Linked DNA regions of Mus musculus: regions 2, 3 and 4 are each linked to region 1. Evidence: chromatin contacts called from public Hi-C and HiChIP or PLAC-seq data. All regions are on one chromosome and are shown on one strand. The core of a region is the stretch at or near the end of the contact, and the rest is flanking DNA. Distances in the headings are between cores, read along the strand shown. Region 1 has its middle 55 kb from the start of Ubr2. Region 2 overlaps AI661453 (expressed sequence AI661453). Region 3 holds the start of Guca1b (guanylate cyclase activator 1B). Region 4 has its middle 18 kb from the start of Taf8.

Region 1 (2,700 bases), core at 55-2,554:
CCACAGAGGTATCAGATTCTCTAGAGTTAGGGTTACAGGAGGCCTCCCAACATGGGCGCTGGTAACTGAACTTGGGTCCTCTGCAACTGTTCTTAACCACTAAACCATCTCTCTAACTCCAGGGTTTTCTTTTATTCTCTCCTCTCCTCTTCTCCTGCATATTCATATTCTCTCTCTCTCTCTCTCTCATATTTTTTTGTAGATTAAAATGTTGGCTGCATTATTATGCTCAGTTGCAAGGTGTGGAGAAGCCAGAGGAACATGGAAGGGGCTGGAGGGAGGGGCAAACACAGGTCTAGAGATGTGACCTTCCACACCCGATCATCTGCTTCCCAGAATCCTTTTGTAGTTTTCTGTTCTGCTTTGGATCCTTGAGAGGCCACAGCATTTCCTTGTTACACATTTACCCGTCTCTCCACGGTTAAAACCCTTCTTTCTTACAGTGGGAGGAACACAGCTATGAACCAGGCAAGGCATACGGCTCATCTTTGATGAGTGATTTGGGTACTTTCAATAACAATTCCAAGGCAGTGGCTGGGATTCTCAGCAGAGACAGGCAATTTCTGAGTTTGAGGTCTAGATCCTTCAGTCAGACTAGACAGGACACTTGTCAGGGGTCAACCATGCCAATGGTGTGACAGGCCAGTCCAGTGAAATGTAAGGCCAAGAGTGTGTTTACCTGGTAGAGTGGCAATAGTGGCAACTATTGCTGGTTGCCACTCAATTTTGATGCCCTGCCTGAAAGGATGGTATCCCAGGGGCATGGGTGTTAAGCCAGATTGCCGGGCTCCATGGGGAGGAGGTTGTATCTTGCCATACCAAGCTCTCCTTTGCTGTCCTGCTCACAAGGTTGCTGTTTGTATGAAGTGTGGCAGAAGACACATGTCCCTGTCCCAGGTTCCATTCAGAACTCGTAAGCCTGCAGGTAATCCTGAGCAGGTGTCCTTCAAGCCCCACTGCCCTGTCACTCCATGCTTCATTAGCTCAGGCCCAAACAGGAAGCAGGGAGTGAGAGCCAAGAGTGAGAGCTGTAGGACTCTGTGAACGGGACAGAAGTTTCCAGGTTCTGTAGAGTGAATGGACTCACCCAGGCTCCGTTCTGCTAGCTAGAGGCTTGCCCTCTCTCTTCATCCACCTCAGTTTCAAGAACACCCCAGTGCGTCTTTCCTGGCCCCTCTCCACGGGGCCCCAGTCTCTTCTTTGCCACTAATCCTGGCCTGTCACCAAGCAAATGACTAGGCTTGCAGGGGGCCGGGCCAGATTTCAGATGACTCAGATGGCCCATCCCACAGTGAGCCAAGCAGTTCCGGGCAGACCACGTGTGACCATGAGCTACCAAGGTCAGCCACTTGATAGGACACTCTACAGCAGCGACAAGATGAGCATCCCTTAAAGACTAATTCTTTTGTGCCGTGAAAGGGAAGTTTGACTAGATGGGCCCGGGCCCGGTGACTGTGGCACTGAGCAGTGCGCACCACCCAAGCCTTCTCCTCTCGCTGCCTTTGGGGACAGAGAGCTGAAGGAAGAGTGAGTCACTGTTTGGCCATGTCTCCTCTTCAGGATTTAATCCCTTAATGTAAAAGAGAATTAGGCAAGAGGATTAAGAGATTAAACAAGATTCATTACTGATTTCTTAAAAATTAAGCTCTGCCTCAAAATAACCTGTGTGGAGCCAAGTGTGAGCAGGTGAGGAGGGGCAAGTGCATATTGTCCAGGCACGGTTGATGCTATCTAGTGGCTTCTTGATAAAATCAACATCCAACAGCAACAAGCTTAGCAAGCGTCATTAATGTCTCTTCAGCCATGAAGGGAACTTACTGACCCACTCTTGGAGGGGATAGGCCTAGTGGAAGTGCTCCGGTCCTGGCATGGGGTAGCCTAGGGTTTCTCCTCATGTAGCACAGAGTTGGCCTCTTTCCCAGCGGTGACTCAGCTTTTCCAATCACTACCAGGCCAAACTCAGGGTTGGTAAGCTCCAGGCCATACTCTTGGGTGGGGTTGAGAAAGACATGGAAAACCAAAGCCAAACTAAAGACCTCTCTTTTCCTTCTTCAAGGTGTGTGAGTGTATGAGTCTCTGTGTGTATGTGTTTCTCTCTGTGTGCATGTCTGTGTGAGTCTGTGTGTGTATGTGTGTGTGTGTGTGTGTGTGTGTGTGTGTGTGTGTGTGTGTGTGTGTGAGGGGGGGGGGGAGAGAAAGAAAGAGAGAGAGAGACACTCTGTGGGTGTGAGTTCCTCTCTATGTGTGTCTGTGTGAGTCTCTGTGGCTATGAGTCTGTGTGTGTGTGTGTGTGTGTGTGTGTGTGTGTGTGTGTGTGAGAGAGAGAGAGGGGGGGGGAGAAAGAAAGAGAGAGACACTCTGTGGGTGTGAGTTCCTCTCTATGTGTGTCTGTGTGAGTCTCTGTGGCTATGAGTCTGTGTGTGTGTGTGTGTGTGTGTGTACATGTCTGTAGAGGCCAGAAGTCAGCATCAGGCATCTCCCTTGATGTCTCTCCATCTTAGCTTCTGAGAGAGGGTATCTTAACTGAGCCTAGCTTGCTCATTCAGCCACATGGGCTGGTCAGCCAGTCCCTGAGATCATCGTGTCTGTCTCCCCAGTGTTGGGATTAGGGGTGCATACCAAGGTACCTGGGGGTTTTTTGTTTTTGTTTTGTTTGTTTTTTTAAAATGTGGGCTCAAAGGGGTTGAATTCAGGATCTCA
Region 2 (2,892 bases), core at 49-2,548, 390 kb after region 1:
AACAGCCTTCTAGTGCTGGCAAATGAACCAGGCCCTCTGGAAGAACCCTTAACTGATGGGCCTCTCCAGCCTCCCACAAGGGCGAGCCTGACAGCAAACACCTCCCTCCTCTGCCCTGCTTTTCAGGGTCTGTGGGCGTGCCTCAGCCTCTGTAGTCCAACCATCCCAAGGTAGGTGGGGTCCACCCCACTTTATAGAGTCCAGGCAAGAACACCAAGTCCTGGGAGGCCGGAGGGGCACCCACTGAGCTTTGAGGGGTACTGTCTCTGCCTTTGTGATAACTGTTTGGGATGCTGCTTAGCTTGTTGTTTGGAAACAGAACTTCATGTAGCCCAGGCTGGCCCTTGAACTCACTGATCCTCCTGCCTCTGCTTCCCAAGTGCTGGGAGGGCTTTGCTACTATACCCAGCTCATATTTTGTTTTTGTTTTATGTTTTGCTTTATCTCAAGACGGGGTCTCCATATGTAGCCCAGGCTACCTTCCAACTTGTAGTAATCCCCCTGTTGCTGCCTTCCAAGTGGCAATTACAGGTGTGTGCCACCGGCCTGAATGCTACTCTATGTCTGCTTTACTCTAGTTATAAAGACTGGTCTTTAAAGATAGCCTGATTCTGTTGCCCAGGCTAACCTGGGACTCAGCCTGGTCTTCCTGCTTCACTCTCCCTCCATGGATCATGAGTATGAACCAAACACCCTACAATTAAGAATCATAACTATGTTGGATGGTTTTTTTTTTTTTAATTATAAATGAAACACAGTCACTTGTTAAGAAAGGAAGCTGAGGGGCTGCACGATGGCTCAACAGGGAAAGGAACTTGCCACCAAATCTGATGATCCCTGAGGCCCATACGGTGGGAAGAAAACATGATTCCCACAGGTTGTCCCTCTGACCTCCTCCGCAAGTTCACCGTAGTATGTGCACACACAAACATAAAGGAAAGTAGCTGGCATGGGGATTTGTGCGTATAATGTGGCAGATGGGATGCAGAGGCAGGAGGATCACCAGTTCAGGGCCAGTGTTGACTATATACAGAGTTAAAGACCAGCCCGGGCTACAGAGGCCTCTGGTTTCTTCGTTTCTTTTTAAAGGGAGAAACAGAGAAGGAAGAAAATAAGCCTGAATGTTCTTGGAGTCTTACCCCTCCCCTCCAGGCTCCCCGAATCAGCCTTGCCAGAGCAGTTGGCTCACTGCCCATGTCTTCCTCTGAACCGAGGCACCAGCCATGGACCCCGTGAGATAGCCCATGGCCCCAGCTTCCTGGTGTTGTCAGGCTGGGGAGACGAGGAAGTGCTGAGGCCCAGTTTCATGACATGACATTCTGACTGGCAGAGCCGGGCTGGGCTCCGCCCCAGACACTGAAGGAGGACACCTGCCATAGCAGGGAAGGGCATGGCCTTGTAAGGCTCAGGCGCTCACTGAGTGCCTTCTGCATGATGCCCACAGGCTGGTCCACCCCTTGGGGATGTGGACAGCCACCCCGTAAGTGCAGCGCATGGAGGCACAGGCTGATTCCCACAGGCAGCATCTTGGATGCTTTGCTATTTTACCAGAGCTAGAGGCCAAGGATAAAGTGGTGCTTAGGTAAGGAGGGCACAGCATACACACAGAGACACACACACAGATACACAGGCACACACAGGCACATATACATACTCACAGATACATATACAGACACACACACATGGACACACACAGACACACACAGGCAAATGTACATACTCACAGATACACATACAGACACACACATGGACACAGGGACACACGGACACAGGGACACACATACACCATGATTGCTGGCTGGTGGCTCCTGGAAACTCTGCTTCTGAGAACACCTTTCCTGGCCTTCCTCCCAGGAGTTAGACAACCACCCAGAGGCCACGGAAGTAAGCTGTCCTAACACCCTGTCCTTGTAGGGTGGCCTGAGTATCAACGTATATCTAGGTCATCATTCACATAGCCAAGGTTAGGGAGCCACAGAAGGGGCACCGTATGAGCCAGCCTCACAAAACACCATGGTCAATGAGACCTTTGGAATACATCTACAGGCGAGGCAGGCTGACTTTGCTCTGAACTGATTGGTAGCTGATCTGGCATGAGAAAACAGATTTTTTTTTTCTTTCTCCTATATTCTTCAGACCACTTGCTCACTCCGGAATTTACTCCTTCAAAAGGATTTGTTAGTTGTCTAAAACTAGACATGTATATGTAGACACTCAGCTGTCCTGACCTCCAGCAGGCTGGTGGCATGCTCTAGCCAGTAACAGTGTGCACTGCATTGACCCACAAGAAGCATGAAGAACAAATGCTGTAGCCACTTGCTATGTGACCTGGGGTGATGACCTCAGCCTATCTGTGCCTCGTTTTCCGCACCTGGAAAGGAAATAAGTCTTTTCTGGTTCCTGCATAGACTAATTGGGTTGCTGTGTTTGACATACGCTGAGTGGTGTTTTCAGGAGATATGACGTAGTAACTGTCGGCTATAAAAATAGTGTCCTAAGGCCTGTAGACTTCACAGGGAAGGGAAGTTAGCACCAACTTGGATTGCCAAGAATTTTACAGAAGAGGGGCATTTAAACTGGGGTTTAAAAAGCAATGGTGGAGCTGGGCATGATAGCGCACTCCTTTAATCCCAGCACTTGGGAGGCAGAGGCAGGCGGATTTCTGAGTTCGAGGCCAGCCTGGTCTACAGAGTGAGTTCCAAGAAAGCCAGGGCTACACAGAGAAAAAGGAAGGGTCTCTGCTCCAAAGAGGAGAGGGTTGCTGCCAGAGCCCACTTGCTGAGGAGAGGAGCAAGCTGGGTCTTCTCCAGGAAATGTTGGTTGGAGCTCAGAGTTTGCGAAGTGGAGAGATGGTAACAGAGCTGTACAAAATCTGTACAAAATCCACCTTAT
Region 3 (2,700 bases), core at 44-2,543, 320 kb after region 1:
TTCACACGGCTTAAAAACCAACATAGGTTCTAATGGGCTGGAGGTATTGCTCAGTGGTTAGGAGCTTGTTCTGCTCTTGTAGAGGACCTGAGTTCCGATATGAGCACACATGTTAGGTGGTTCACAACTGCCTGTGACTCCAGCTCCAAGAGATCTACCGCCCTCTTCTGGCCTCAGTGGGCACTGCACTCTCATGAGCACAACCCTCACCATACACACACACATACATTTTTAAAATAATAAAAACACATTTTTAAAAAAAATAAAATAAGCACAAATGTTGGAGAGATGGCTCAATAATTAAAAAAACACTTGTTCTTGCAGAGTACCCAGATTCAGTTTCCAGCACCCACATGGTGACTCACAATGAATTAACTCCAGTCTGGGGGACCTGACAACCTCTTCTGGCCTCTATGAGCACTGCACACATGTGATGCTACACACACACACACACACACACACACACACACACACTTCTTTACATAAAATAAAAATAAGATCTAGCCAAGCATGGTAGGAAACACCTTTAATCCCAGCACCCAGCATTTGAGAGTTAGAGACGACAGGTAGATCTCTGTGAGTTCAAGGCCTTTCTGGTCTACATAGTGAATTCAAGGCTAGCCAGAACTGCAACGTGAGAACCTGTCTCAAAAAATGAAATCTAAAAGATAGCATAAATATCTACTTTGGTTGTTTTTGTTATTGATGCGGTGGGAGTGGGAGTGTCCCCCTGTGTCAACAGGGCAACCCAGAGTGGTTTTGAACTCGAGACCCTTCTGCTTCTCCAGTGCTGGGATTATAGTCATGAGCAATGAATATGTACTTGATTCAGCATGTAATAACTATGTGCTTGGTCAACCTAGTGAATGTGTAACCGCTGCTTAAAGCAAGGTCATGTGGCCTTTAGTATCAGAGCCCTTGCAGACACTGTGGACCACTCTCCTGGGTCCTGCCCGCGGGTTAGTGCTCAGGAGTGGATGGGAGCAATCACGGAGAGAAGGGCTGGAGAGACGCATCTGTCCTTCAAGATTCAGGCATGGTCTGTAAGGGAGCTGCAGACACTGGTGGACCAAGAGCCCTGCCCCCACCCCACCCCATCCCCCAGGCTCTTACCCTCATAGCCTGCCTCTCACTGGACCTGTGGAGGGGCGAGGCAGAGGAAGCTTAGCTTTCTGGAGGTCAGACCTCCCCAGGAATCTCCTAATGGTCTTTACACCGCTAAGCTGCCCGGGGTCTGCCCCTCCCTTCTGGAGGTCCCTTCACAACCAATCAAGTTCAGTTTCCCCGAGACAGTGAAAGGGCTGCTCAGACCAAGGAGAGAGGAGCCTAAGGTCAGCGGAGGACTTGGAGGAGGTAGCGGGCCTGGCTGAGTCTCTTTCTAAAAGCCGGGATGGGGCAGCAGCTGAGCTGGGAAGAGGCGGAGGCGGCCGGGGAGATGGATGTGGCGGAGTTGCAGGAGTGGTACAAGAAGTTTGTCGTGGAGTGTCCCAGTGGGACGCTCTTCATGCACGAGTTCAAGCGCTTCTTCAAGGTCACGGGCAATGAGGAGGCCAGCCAGTATGTAGAGAGCATGTTCCGAGCCTTCGACAAGAATGGGGTAAGGAACCCAGCAGGGGAGGACCTGTGACCCACCCGTTCAGTGAGACTACAGTTCCGCTCAGCTGCCCTCCTCTCCATCCCTCCTGCCCCCACCCTCCCCGCCGCCCTCCATCATTCGTCCCTCCCTTCTTCTTACTGGCTCCTCACATCTTCCTGAGGGCCGAAGGTCACTGGCACACAGTCTGGGTTTTCTCTGGGCTTTTTAGGCCAAGGCTTTGCAGCAAAAGGACATGCTTTTACAAACCCGATAGAACCTCTGCTGCTCTCAGTACAAGGGAGAGAGAGATCCCAAAGCTCTCTTATCTCAGATCAAGAGCACCTTGCCAGGATCCTTCAGATGGCGGCTGCTCCGTTCTTCCCTCTGGGGGATGCTGGCAGGGGCTTCACTTGCCTGGGAGGAGAGTGGATAGTTGCAAAAGCACTTTCAAGTTTTTAAAAAATATATATGGAAGGGATAGCTGACAGTGTGTGTGTGTGTGTGTGTGTGTGTGTGTGTGTGTGTGTGTGTGTGTGTGTGTGTCTGTGAAGTTGTATAGGTACCCATGGAGGCCAGAAGGGGGCATCAGATACATCAGAGCTAGTTACACATATTTTCAAGCTACCCAATGTAGGGTGGGTGGGTTCCAAACACCAGTCCTCAGATAGACCAGTAAGTACTCTTAATTAACTACTGAGCCTTCTCCTCCATGCTTTAAGTCATGGGGAATTGCACAAATCAAATGCCTTCCAGTGGCACCGGCAGCCAAAAGGCACTGAATTACTTAATGCACAGATAATAATTGTGTGTGTGTGTGTGTGTGAGAGAGAGAGAGAGAGAGAGAGAGAGAGAGAGAGAGAGAGAGAGAGCATGCATCCTTCACGAATGGAGGGGTACACTTGTATGCATACGGAGACCAGAGATTGACCTCAGGTGTCAGTCCCTAGGGCGCAGCCAGCCTGTTTCTGTGACACCATCTCATTACCTAGAGCTCCAACCCCCTCCTGTGTCTATTCTCTCAGCACAGAGACAAACAGTAAGTAGGTGCCACTACAGACAGTGTTTGCAATGATTTTAAATCATATATAGGTGTGTGCATGTGCATGCAGTGCCTGAGGGGACCA
Region 4 (2,952 bases), core at 163-2,662, 420 kb after region 1:
CCTTGAATCAGAAATTCTTTATTGGGCTGGAGAGATGGCTCAGAGGTTAAGAGCACTGACTATTCTTCTGAAGGTCCTAAGTTCAAATCCACATGGTGGCTCACAACCATCTTTAAAGAGATCGGACGCCCTCTTCTGGTGTGTCTGAAGACAGCTACAGTGTACTTAGATATAATAATAAATAAATCTTAAAAAAAAAAAGAAATTCTTTATTATTCGCACAGAGGACACACTAACCACTAGGAGAAAATACTGTTTATACGGTATCTATCCCGCTATAAAAGGGTATATTTACATGTGTGTTTGGTACATAAAACCATACTGACTCATCAGGAGCTTCGGGGAAAGGCCAGAGAGCCTGGGGTGGGAGAGGGAGGTACGTGTTATATCTTCTTCTGTCTTCCAAGTTCTGTGCTGAATTCATACATCATCTGTTCACGAGTCAATAAAATAGCTTCTAACAAAGACGGAACAATGATGTAAGCAAATGGAGAGGACCTAAACCATAAACACCAGGAGGGGAAATTCCTTGCGCTTGTTTCCAGGGCTGGAAGCATCCATGACAAATCTGTACCTGTAGGCTTGGTTCCTCTCCCCAGACTGGCAGCTGGGGCTGTGCACGCTGATGGTCAGAGACTTAAGCACTCGCTTCTGGGTGACCCTGAGCGAAACAGAAGAATGATAAACCTGTCACCAGGAAAACTCAGAGGTGGCAATAAACGACAAGGCTCAGGCTCTTCTTGTTCCTACAAAGACACTGGGAAGAGCCTCCCTGCTCTGCCCTGGGCATGCCTCTGGGCTGGGGATGTCACATGTCACGCAGTGGTAGAGAGTGTGCCCAGCAGGGCACTGGGCCCTGGGGCATTTGGAGAGCCTGGGACCCTCAGGATAAAGGGGTGTGGTTCTTCCTAGCACCACATGGGAAGCCTCATCCACTCCAGCTGCCCTTTCCTGGGATCGTCCTGATTTACTGATGTGGAAGTGACAGAAATGCCCCAACCCACCCCCAGCCTGGTATAATCAGGTTTTACAAGGGCAAGGCCTCCTTACAACTGACTCTACACTGGCTCCACAGAGATGGGACAAGAGCCCCAGGCCCAAGGAGGCCTGGATCTCATGCCTCTCAGGCCAGCTCCAAGCTGCACTCTATTGCCCTCCCTTCCTCTCTCTGCTTACCCTCCCCTCCTCCCTCTGCCTCCCCTCCCCTCCTCCCTCTGCCTCCCCTCCCCTCCTCCCTCTGCTTACCCTCCTCTCCTCCCTCTGCCTACCTTCCCCTCCCCTCCTCCCTCTGCCTCCCCTCCCATCCTCCCTCTGCTTACCCTCCTCTTTCAAAGGCTCACTGGGCCAACCCCACCCACTGAGATCTCAGCAGAGGCCTCAGACCAGCCCCCTTCTTTCTCTTGGTCAGAGGAGGCAGAACAGGTTCCCTCTTGTTTACCCATCTCCCTGGTAACACAGGCCTCCACAGGAGGGTGTCCTCCAGGCTATCAGTAGGTTTCTGTTTCCTGCCTCTTCTTAGGTAGGGTACACTTTGGCTCTCTGGGGCTAGGGCCAGTCCGTCCCCCCCAGTTCCTGAATGGCTAGCTCTAGCTGCTCCACCCCTTCACCCCACCATAAATCCTAACTGGGAAATGCCACCCTCTGTGAGGAGTTGACTGACCTTGTTCCCAGCCCTGCCTATGGTCCTCTGCCTCCACATCTCCCTCTGAACAGCACCCCAAGCCCTTGCTGAACTGAGCCCACTTGACCCTCCCGTGCAAGTCTGCCTACAGTCTGGGGGCACACACGCTCCTGCCTCTGACAGAGAGTATGCTTGTTTGCTGTTCTCTTTCCACAAAGATGGCTGCACTTTGTGCTCTACTCAACTACAACGTTCTTCTTAGGCCATTTTTTTTTTTTAAAGGGCAGCTCCCACAATAATTCCTCCTGCCCTATTTTGTGACAAGTGCTGCCTTTATCTGCCCTGCCAGAACGGCACCAAACTCTGCCCCCACAAAGTGGCTGCTCATATGGCCTATATCAACAGGTCTCAAATCCCCTGTCAGAGATCCTGAAAGAAGCAGGGTGGGTGGAGGACAGGCCATTCGGTTCTCTGGCTGGCCCCTCCCCCAGCCTCTCCTCCCAAGCCCCAGTGCCTGCTTGGCTTCTGTGAAGGCTTTGGCCACTGCCTGCTCCCCAGGTTAGTAGCCCAAGCTTTGCACACTACCTACCCCTTATGGCTCTTAGTTTCCTTGTCCCATCCTTCAATTCTTTTCCTCCAGGTCTCTGATGGCACCACGGGACTGACATACCACGTGTGTTGTGGGCTGTCCACTGCCCCTCCATCCCCTACATACACACACACACACATACACACACACACACACACACACACACACACACACACACACAGACACACACACACACAGACACACTGTGGGCTGACACACACACACACACACACACACACACACACACACACACTGTAAGAGCTGGGGAAGCAGGGACCTAGGTCTACCCTGGTATTTGTCAGTGTCTGTATCCAAATGGTCTCCCTTAGAAAAAGCTCAACTGCTGTTTGAGTGACTGCAGAAGGGAAGGGTGGAATGGGGGACAGGCTGAAGGGCTGGAAGGAGAGGCACAGGACAACCAGGAGCCAAGTGAAGACTTTCTCCCTGCAGGGTAGAAGCCCCTTCTGGCACCCTCTACAGCCTACAACACTTTTAGTTTCATTTTGTGTAGTTTCCCACTAGAGTGAATTCCCTGGAGGTAGGAACTATGTATGTCTTGTTCAGCAGAGTATCATTAGAGTTGGCACCGTGCCAAGCGTTCAGCATACACAAGAGGCTCTGGACCTCTATCTGCTAAATAGCGCACAGGAGGATGAGTGACCTGCAAGACAAAGACCTGTCAGGGGACCTCATTGGCCAGGTTTGCACTGGAGACATTTGGACTAGGGGTGGCCAGTCTCTG

The links. A called contact is a pair of places that touch in the nucleus more often than the background predicts. HiChIP or PLAC-seq counts read pairs in DNA pulled down with a chosen protein or histone mark.
Region 2: a contact with region 1 is called in an H3K4me3 HiChIP or PLAC-seq map of bone marrow-derived macrophages, with 6 times the contacts expected there. The contact joins two enhancer-like sites. A contact is called at or near these places in 1 of 39 promoter capture datasets (the C10 cell line), 1 of 15 datasets of contacts at CTCF or cohesin (the NIH/3T3 cell line), 1 of 484 Hi-C or Micro-C datasets (bone marrow-derived macrophages), 6 of 115 datasets of contacts at active chromatin or transcription factors (the NIH/3T3 cell line, bone marrow-derived macrophages, embryonic midbrain and 2 more) and 1 of 9 other capture datasets (embryonic stem cells).
Region 3: a Hi-C map of bone marrow-derived macrophages shows a contact between it and region 1, with 18 read pairs. The contact joins the promoter of Guca1b here to the enhancer-like site in region 1. A contact is called at or near these places in 5 of 39 promoter capture datasets (the HPC-7 cell line, cranial neural crest, maxillary cranial neural crest and 2 more), 1 of 15 datasets of contacts at CTCF or cohesin (the NIH/3T3 cell line), 1 of 484 Hi-C or Micro-C datasets (bone marrow-derived macrophages), 9 of 115 datasets of contacts at active chromatin or transcription factors (bone marrow-derived macrophages, embryonic basal ganglia, embryonic stem cells and 4 more) and 4 of 9 other capture datasets (adipose tissue, embryonic stem cells, liver and 1 more).
Region 4: an HNF4G HiChIP or PLAC-seq map of pancreatic cancer cells shows a contact between it and region 1. The contact joins two enhancer-like sites. A contact is called at or near these places in 1 of 484 Hi-C or Micro-C datasets (nephron progenitors) and 1 of 115 datasets of contacts at active chromatin or transcription factors (pancreatic cancer cells).

Annotation. Positions count from the first base shown.
Region 1 is chr17:47,063,802-47,066,501 of GRCm38.p6, forward strand. No RefSeq gene overlaps it. Among named protein-coding and RNA genes, the nearest start is that of Ubr2, 55 kb to the left of the region's middle. Within about 2 kb of position 1,305, at least 82 of the 459 cell types and tissues checked have an H3K27ac peak or open chromatin away from gene starts, as enhancers often do. A contact at or near this core is called in the NIH/3T3 cell line, bone marrow-derived macrophages and pancreatic cancer cells, where this site is marked.
Region 2 is chr17:47,453,588-47,456,479 of GRCm38.p6, forward strand. The region is part of intron 2 of AI661453 (expressed sequence AI661453); the gene reads left to right. Among named protein-coding and RNA genes, the nearest start is that of AI661453, 18 kb to the left of the region's middle. Within about 2 kb of position 1,299, at least 85 of the 459 cell types and tissues checked have an H3K27ac peak or open chromatin away from gene starts, as enhancers often do. A contact at or near this core is called in bone marrow-derived macrophages, where this site is marked.
Region 3 is chr17:47,384,100-47,386,799 of GRCm38.p6, forward strand. Guca1b (guanylate cyclase activator 1B) reads left to right here and starts at 1,294. Exons shown (of 4, transcript NM_146079.1): 1 at 1,294-1,597. The coding sequence starts at 1,391.
Region 4 is chr17:47,483,174-47,486,125 of GRCm38.p6, forward strand. It overlaps a transcript of Taf8 not described here. Among named protein-coding and RNA genes, the nearest start is that of Taf8, 18 kb to the right of the region's middle. Within about 2 kb of position 1,413, at least 124 of the 459 cell types and tissues checked have an H3K27ac peak or open chromatin away from gene starts, as enhancers often do. A contact at or near this core is called in pancreatic cancer cells, where this site is marked.